Linked DNA regions of Sus scrofa: region 2 is linked to region 1. The links are chromatin contacts, called in public Hi-C maps. All regions are on one chromosome and are shown on one strand. The core of a region is the stretch at or near the end of the contact, and the rest is flanking DNA. Distances in the headings are between cores, read along the strand shown.

Region 1 (4,312 bases), core at 549-3,048:
ATAATTGAAGGCCTCTACAGTCTCTGAGATGGAAGAAAGGAAAGAAGGAAAGGGTGGTTCATCCGGGACAGAGTGTTCATAAAACACACAAAAAGTATATATCCTGCATCTCTTTGTCTCACTTGCTTGACTTGTACCTAAATGGCTTTCTCTCTTACTTGTATCTTTTATATTTAAAGCCAAAGAAAAGCAAACAGCATAACCAAAATGTTTAACCTGTCACCCTTGATCACAAATTACAAAATGCTTTCCCAATCCCTTCCCTAAAAGTAATCTTGCTTTGAAATCCTAAAACTGCTGAATATTAAAAAAAAAAAAAAGATAGTAAGAAAATGGGACTTAGTTGGTCCTGTTTAAGCTCATACAAGCTCATACTGTTTAGCAGATAAATCTAAAGTATATACCCTTCTGGAATCAGCTGAATTTCAGTCCCTAAATTCTGAACAGAAGTTACATTTCTTTCTAAAGAGTAGCACAATAAATGTAGTAAAGAGGCAGAGGTAGAGGAAAAAGAGAAATTAAGTGTCCAGATTAATTGAAGAGCCAAACCCTGAAAACCACAATAGAACACATGGTTTTTAAGAAACTAAAAAAGATCAATCAATAAATTTTGTGGATGTTAACACTGGAACCATATCTAAATCCCTGATAGGTGTCTCCACCTCAGAGAATAGAAATTGTATTTTTTTTAAGTCTTACCAAATCAACACACCCTAATTCCCAAAGTCTGAGGACCGTATTTTGGCACAGCCCCTGGCCACATGCTCACATACATGTTCCACATAACGCTAACTAAGCTTTGACACACACTCTGTTGGCATCGAGAAAGGAATGTCCAGGGGTACCTTGTGCTAAATTCCTTAGGACCCTACTCTTCCTTCTGAAAGAAATGAATCATCTCCCTAATTCCTGAACTCTTTTTTTATCAGACAGCATTCAGTCACCCTTGGAGTGGTGTAGATCCAGCATCCACTGATACAAGATTACACCTTGGCTGGGAAAGAGAAGGGTTCCAGCCAGTAGACTGAACCATAACACTTCTCTGCTTTGATGGAATTAAAAATGAAAGAGGTATTCGGGGATCAATCCCTATCCTCTAAGTCACAGTATGGGAAGAAGACAGACTTTACAGAGAACTTCTAGTAACACTGGATAGATAATAAATTAGACCCATGTTCCACTAGCAAAGTCCCAGAAAAGTCATTCTATGAGTTCACTGTCCAGGGAGATTCCCCTAGGTCAGTGACACATTTCATCCCTTCAATCAAGAAAACCCTGAAACACTTTACCTTTCAGAGAAAACAAAATATTTGGTTTAAGTTTACTCACATACTCCTAAGACAGATGCCCTTGGCAAGCTTCAGAGAACTGAGCCCTAAGAGTAGGGTGGCTATGAGGAATAGCCTCTGAGCTCCAGTGACAACAGCTCACTGAAGCCCCTAGCCAGGTAACGCCTCATTTCGAATCCCTACCTGTCCACCTGACTGCTTGTCCCTTTCTGAAGCCTTGTCTCCTCTCTTCTTATGGCTTTCCGCTCAAGGGCGCTCCTTCAAGTCTCAGAGCATCCTCCGCGCTACCCGTCCCAGAGGGACAGCGCGGGATCCCAAGACCGATACTCTCGGTGCCCCTCGCCCCCGCCCCCGGCAGGCTGCCCGGTCGCTGACTCACCTGCTGGCCAGGTTGGGGCGCCGGGTGGTAATAAGCTGTGGGGCAGGTTGCAGCTGCCACAGGGTTGGGCAGATACTGGGGCGCTCCATACGGCTGGGGGTGATACATCACCTCCGCACAACTCATGGCAGCCGGGGCAGCGGCGGCCCCGGAGCTGCGGCCGCCGCTCTACGCGCTAGCGCAACCGGCGCCGGCGCCGCAGCTGCTGCCTCTGTCGCAGCTCCAGCTGCTACTACGGCGAAGGCGGGTCCTCGGCGGCCGCGGGCTCCGCGCGGGGCGCGGGCTCGGGAGGGGTTGGCAGTCAGCGGGGGCCCATGCGCGGGCACCCTCATCTTCAGCCCCTCCGGGTGGTGTCCCCTGGCCTGCGCTTATAGAGCGACTCGGGGACGCACTGGCCCGCCGCGCGGCGGGGGCATGACAGTGCAGGGCTCCGGCGAGGGCTGCGGCACCCCAAGCAGCGCCAGCCGCTGCCGCAGCCCCGTCCGGGTCGCGCAGACCTGGGGAGCTGGCCTCTGGTTTGCATATACACAATGCACGCCCGGGGCTCGTCCTATCGCTGGCGATCCCGGCTGGGCGAGGACCGGGAGGCGGGGGCAGAGGGAGGGCAGAGGAGGAGGGGGAGCACCTCGCCTTCCCGGGCTCTGAAGCGGAGCTCAGCGAAGTTCCTTCGACTCCGTCAGTGGCGGGCGGGTCACCCAGCAGGGGACCCCGGGGAGGGCCGGCCGCGGATTGGAGCAAAGTTGGAGGCCCTCTCCGCCTCCTGGCAGTTGGGCGGTGGTAGGCGGGAATGGTATGCGAGAGGCTCCACGCCCTTAAAGCTCCGCGGGTTCCCACCCTGTCTCCTGTCACCTGGCCGCCAGGGCAAGGGCTTCCCAGACACAAGGAAATTTACAAGGAACACCAACGTAGAGGCCAAGGCTAAACGAAGGGCAAGTGCACGAAGGGGTAAAGCAGAGTAGGCGCAAAATAAACTGGGATTAGCTCCTACATTAAATATAACCATAAGTGAAAGTTAACTTCATTGCAAGTGCACACATGCCAAGAATGCAACACGGTTTTCTACAAGCAATCTCCGCTTCAAGTTTACACGTTCATGGTATGACGCCCTTGTGGGATGTCAACCTCTTCTGGCTTTTTCAGCCTGGTTGCCATAGAGCAACAGACAACAACAGTCGATTAAACCCATCTAGCTATTATTTAAAGGTTTATTTATGTGCAAGTGGCTTACAGCCCTCTCTGAAATGAAAATGTTCCTAGAATACAATATATTTCAATATAATCAGATAAAGTAAAAAAAGAATTATACCTATTTTATAAATAAACAAACTCTCTGACCTTTAACAAGTATATATGACACAGAACATTCTCTTTGTTTTACACAGATTGTCCTTTGAGGAGAAGTTAACCAGGATGTCAAAATACTGATGGTAGTAATGGGCTGACCTGTGTCCCCCAAAATTCATGTGTTAAAGCCTAGCCCCCAGTGTGACTGTGTTTGGAAACAAAGCCTACCAGGAGGTAATTAAGGTTAAAAACGAAGTCATAAAAATGGGGCCCTAATCTAGGACTGGTGTCCTTATGAAGAGGAAAAGATACTAGAGATCTGTCTGCTTTAGCACAGAGGAAAGGCCTTGTGATATCCAGTGAGATTCATCCTTCATCTTCCTCAGTCTACAAGCCAGAAAGAGAAGCCTCACCAAAAGTTATCTCTGAGGATACTATGATCTTGGATTTTAGCCTCCAAAGCTGTGACAAAATAATTTCTGTATTTAAGCCACCTAGTCTGTGGTATTTTGTTATGGCAGCCCTAGCAAACTAATACATAGGTACAGCACCAATATATTGTTTATATTCTTAATCTTTATATAAATGTGTATGTGGTTATGTATAACTACACAGACACACAAGAATATAAATGCATATATACTCACACATGCCCTCACTCATAAACTCAAATACACAAACTATAATAACTGGATAGGAACTCTTTGCTACTCATAGCAGCTCCTATTTACTCATTCTTTCATCCATTGAATATTAAAAATATATTCAATAAGGGCTTTCACAGTTTAGACTTTGTGTTCTTTGTAATGGAAGAGTGGTCCCATCAGTAAGATATATGCAAATTTACTTGAAATGTTTATTACTGCCTTTTCTCAAGTTGACAACCATCAGTCCTACCCCTCTTCTGTGTTCTAGATTCATCTATTCAGCTTCTGTTTGGGTGGCTTCATATAGATATTCCATAGGAACCTCAGTCTTAATGGCACTAATATTTTCCCCACAGACCCAACCTGATTCTCCTGTTTTCACCTCCATTTCAGGTGTTGAAACTCCCACCCTTGCTGCTGAGCTAGAAATCTGGGAATATCCAACATGCCTATCTTCTTACAGTCCCAACTTGACCCCAACTTTTACTTTTCTACTGACTCTCTTCCCTCATCTCTTTATCTCTGCTGCTATAATCCTTCGTTCACTCAGCATCTCTCACCCAGAATCCTGCAGGAGGCACCTACCTGATATCCAGGCCCCAATGTCAACCTTCTTCCAATCCATTTTTCACACTTTATCCACCTATTCTTTTCCTTCTTAGCCACTGCAAACCCAACAAAGAAAAGATGCTTTGTCCCTCTTGTCAAGCAAT
Region 2 (4,312 bases), core at 1,008-3,507, 220 kb before region 1:
ACAATGTTCTCTGATGACAAGTAGAGCTTATGCCTATTTTGAATTGGCAGTCACCTTGGGGTAACAGTGAATTGTCATTGAGAACATCCTATGTTTTCTTCAATCTGAAGGATGTTAAAAATGCACACAGTGTGGTTTCTGACCCTAAAGATTATACAATCCAGTTGGCAAGTAGGGACTTTTTTCTGTAAATGGCCAGATAGTAAATATCAGAGACTTTCTGAGCCATAAGGTCTCTGTTGCAACTATTCAACTCTGCAGTTGTAGTGTAAAACTAGTCATAAACAATATATAAACAAGTGCGTTGCGTTCAAAGGTACATTTTTCTTATTGAGATTAAAATTTGCACTTCATGTAGTTTTCACATGCCATGATACGTTACTTCTCTTTTGGTTGCTTTCAATGACTTAAAAAATCATTCTGTAGCTTGTGGGCCTACCAAAGACAGAGAGCAGACCCCACTGGGCTTGCCATCCATAGTTTGTCAACCCCTGACCTAGTTTAAAAAGTGAGAAAATACTTAAATATTTGGAACTAAGACATGATATTGAGTAGTATGTCTCATGCCATAGTCTATATGTGATTTCAGTGACGTAAGGCTGTTAATATGAATGTGAATATTAATTTTCTTATAAGAATGTCAAAATGAGGTAGGAGAGACCCTTCTACCCACACCCCTAAGAAGATAACTCTGTCATTCATTATGACTATCATCTAGATCTTTACTCCTATATTCATATCAGGCAAGTCTCTCATTCCCAGCTTGGATAATTGGGTTTACAGCACGCTATGGGAACCTGGAAAATGGCAATTCTCAGGGTAAATTCCTTTCTGGCAATCGTTCAAGAATCTCAAGTGTAAGCCATTTCTTGTCCCATGGGGGAGCAACAGAACATTGAAACGTAGAGAGCAAGAGGAGAGGGTGAAGTGCAGCTCTCACTGCGGAAGAAGTCAATTTCTACAGCCATGGCTCTTCTGAGAGTGGAGCTGCCAATAAACCTCTAAGGGTAACTGAAGTCGTGAAAGTCATCCCTAACATTCATGCATCTGGCTTGCCAAGATTTCACCATGCTATATTTGAGGCATTAGAAAAAGGATATTTAGACAAATGAACACCCTTGTGAGGTCATGAAATAAAGCAATTAAATTAGACTAGCATCATTTTTAATGGAAAGGATATCTGGATAAAAGGAATATCCAAGTAGGTGGATTTTTTAATTAATTTAGAGAGTCCACACATCTGATCTATTAGAGCCCAAAGACACTTAACAATAAGCTGGCGGAGCAAAATGTGTCTGCCTTTTATTAATGGAATGCAGCATTGATTCATAGTTATGAATTAAATGTTACTCATTGCAACATGAAAAGTCCTGTATTTGATGATATTTATCAAAGTTCTAGCAGCCAAGAAGCACTCATTCATTCTCTAGATTGAGAAGTTTCTCAATTTTCCACCTCCTGTGAAATGGATGTGTGCTCAATTCACTAACCTAATCTATAATATGATGCAAGAGTTGTATCCAACCTGTAATCTTTAACTGTAAATTACAATTCTAGAGTTTAAAAATCAGTTCAGTAAATAAATGTTTTAAGTTGTACATATGTTATAGGAATATTTACTGAACATTGAGTAAGTAAACTCTTTAATCATGTTTATCCTCACATGCCGTGTAAATAACTGTCATTTACTATCTATCTGGTCTTTTAAATAAATTTCTGTACTTAAAAAAAAAGATGTTGTATTTATTTTATAAAGTAACTCAAATCCTTTTTGGAAGCAAGAGGTATAAAATATAATTAAAAATATAAATTTTGTAATTCCTTGCCATTGATTTATAATGTTAGATAAAACATAGTGGAAAAGACATATATTCCATAACAATAGTATTGTGATCCTAAAAAAACCTGAAGACAAAATGCACAAGCATTTCCTATTTAACAAGTTAGCAAGCAAAACTGCTTTCCCACCCAAATGTCTTGTATTTGAATATAATTTTTATTTAATTTTCATTCCCCTAATGTAACTGCCTTTGTACACAGCAGAATGGCTAATGCCATGGCTTGTTTTACATTGTTTTCCTTCCTGCTGTTGAATGAACAATCAGTGTTTACAGATTAGCAGCAGTTGTAGTCCTCTGACTTTTACTCCTTTCAAACTGGCAAATGAGAAGCATTTTATATTTGTTGCTCTGGCATTTTTGGAGTAGCGAGGACATTCACAGTGCAAACCACTGTTATTCATACTGTTATAATTCCTTTGCAGTTAAGTCATTACTAGCAACCATAGCAGGCTTGTAGTACAATACCTTATTTGGGAATGTCATGTGAGATGCCCAGAGCAATACAAAAAATAAAGGCCAACTTGTCTGACTGAGGAGGGATTTATTGCTATCCACCCAGTAGAGGGATCTTTCAGAAAGTATTATGTGCTTCTGTGGGGTGGACGTTTGAACCTGAAATGGAGCAGGTACACTGTTACCTCCAAGAAAAGATGCCATAAAAAATCCAACCGCATAGCATTGCTTTTAGAATTTATGAAAATTCCAGTTATATTTCCTATACACACAGGCCTTATCAGAAATTACTTTGATAATTAAAATATTAACCAGAGTTCCCATGGTGGCTCAGCAGGTAACAAACCTGACTGTTGTTCCATCCCTGGCGTTTCTCAGTAGGTTAAAGATCCAGGTGTTGCTATGAACTGCAGTGATCATCACAGATGTGGTTTAGATCCTGTGTTGCTGTGGCTGTGGTGTATGCTGGTAGTTGTAGCCCCAATTTGACCCCTAACTTGGGAACTTCCATATGCCAAGGGTACAGCCCTAAAAAAAAAAAAAAAAAAAAAAAAAAAAGACAGAAAATATTAACTGATGTGAGAGAGAGATAAAGACAACTAAGAGGAAGTGTGGACATTTAGCTAACCCACTGCTTCCTTGCTTAGGAGCAAACTGGAAAGACAAGTACACTCTCTTGCTTGCGGAACCGTTTTTTGGGTACCTGCAATTTGCTGTGAGATACTTTATTTTGAGACAATTCTTCCAAATGAAAAAGGGAATGACACCTTAATTTATCAACCCCAAGGGTCTCAAGAATTTAACTTAATTACCCTCGGGCAATTTAACACCTGGTCCTGCCCAGGCCTCAGCCCCATCTCCAGAGAGGATTTGGAATTGTTAAAGAAGTGATTTCTTATCAAAAAACAAACAAACAAACAAACAAAAAACCCTCCAGAGGGAAAGACAGCAAATGTGGAAGTTCTAGAAAAATTTCTTGAACCACCTAATTAATCAAGTCAACTTATCTTTTTCTCTGTGTGCATGTGAGTGTGCATATGTGTTAGTGATTTATTCTTTTAATTAAAACGAAAATGAGAATACTCTAGCCAAGTGTGATAAGAATCAATTATTAATACTAAGTAACATTTGTATAGCATCTTATTGCGTACAAATTTAACATCAGTAGATTTGACCCTCACCCCTATCTGATGAGATATGATAAGAATGGATATAAATGAGAAAACAAAGCATGAGTTATTTGGACAGGTTCACAAAATCTAAAAAAGCATCATAACTAGGTAATCTTACTAAATAATCACTACTTTTTACAAAATATTTACCCTAAACTTTTAAGTTATTTCAAAAGGCAAAAGTCTTGTCTAAGTGTAAAGCTAAAAGTCTAAGTTCAAAGTGTTGTTTTCTGAATCCTCTCAGTTGTAAGAATTGGCAAGGATTTTGGAGATCATCTCCAAACTGCTGGCTGTACAGACTGAACCAGAGAATCCTACAGACTCTCTGCAGAATGAGGGGAACAGGTTGTTTCCACACCATGTGGTGGATGCCAAATTTTGGACTCAGATTATTTTTTAAATTTCTGAATAAACTGAATAAGCATGAAAGTAAATATCCAACAGATAACACTGACAAAAATTGGAGTAGGGTGCAAGTCACAGTCAATTGTAAATACGGTCTAATATGAATTAATCTTGTGCTGCATTTCTGCTCTGTGGTTGGCATCCCATAAACCCACCAATATGCTAACTCTCAGAATAAAAGGGACTCTGTAAACACTGGTAAGGTTAAAGATCTTGACATGGGAGAACCTTTCTTGGTTATCCTGATTGGCCCAACTTGTCATGAATTCTCAAAGCAAGAGACCTTTCAGCCTGGATCAGAGATAGAGATGCAACAGGTGAAGAAAGATCAGAGAGAAAGGATGCTTCTGATTCTGTGATGGAGGAAAGGGGCCACAAGCCAAAGGATGCAGGTGGTAGCTATAGGAGCTGGAAAAGGAAAGAATGTGGGTTCTCCCCTAG

Evidence for each region. A called contact is a pair of places that touch in the nucleus more often than the background predicts.
Region 2: a contact with region 1 is called in a Hi-C map of embryonic fibroblasts, with 2.4 times the contacts expected there. The contact joins the enhancer-like site here to the promoter of VGLL3 in region 1. A contact is called at or near these places in 1 of 5 promoter capture datasets (liver), 6 of 47 Hi-C or Micro-C datasets (adipocytes, embryonic fibroblasts, fetal skeletal muscle and 1 more) and 1 of 2 datasets of contacts at active chromatin or transcription factors (skeletal muscle).

What each region holds. Positions count from the first base shown.
Region 1 is chr13:168,788,062-168,792,373 of Sscrofa11.1, reverse strand. It overlaps VGLL3 (vestigial like family member 3), which reads right to left and starts at 1,798. Exons shown (of 4, transcript NM_001143929.1): 1 at 1,669-1,798. The coding sequence starts at 1,794.
Region 2 is chr13:169,003,561-169,007,872 of Sscrofa11.1, reverse strand. The region is part of intron 3 of LOC106504207 (a long non-coding RNA gene); the gene reads right to left. Among named protein-coding and RNA genes, the nearest start is that of VGLL3, 220 kb to the right of the region's middle. Within about 2 kb of position 2,257, at least 12 of the 83 cell types and tissues checked have an H3K27ac peak or open chromatin away from gene starts, as enhancers often do. A contact at or near this core is called in embryonic fibroblasts and fetal skeletal muscle, where this site is marked.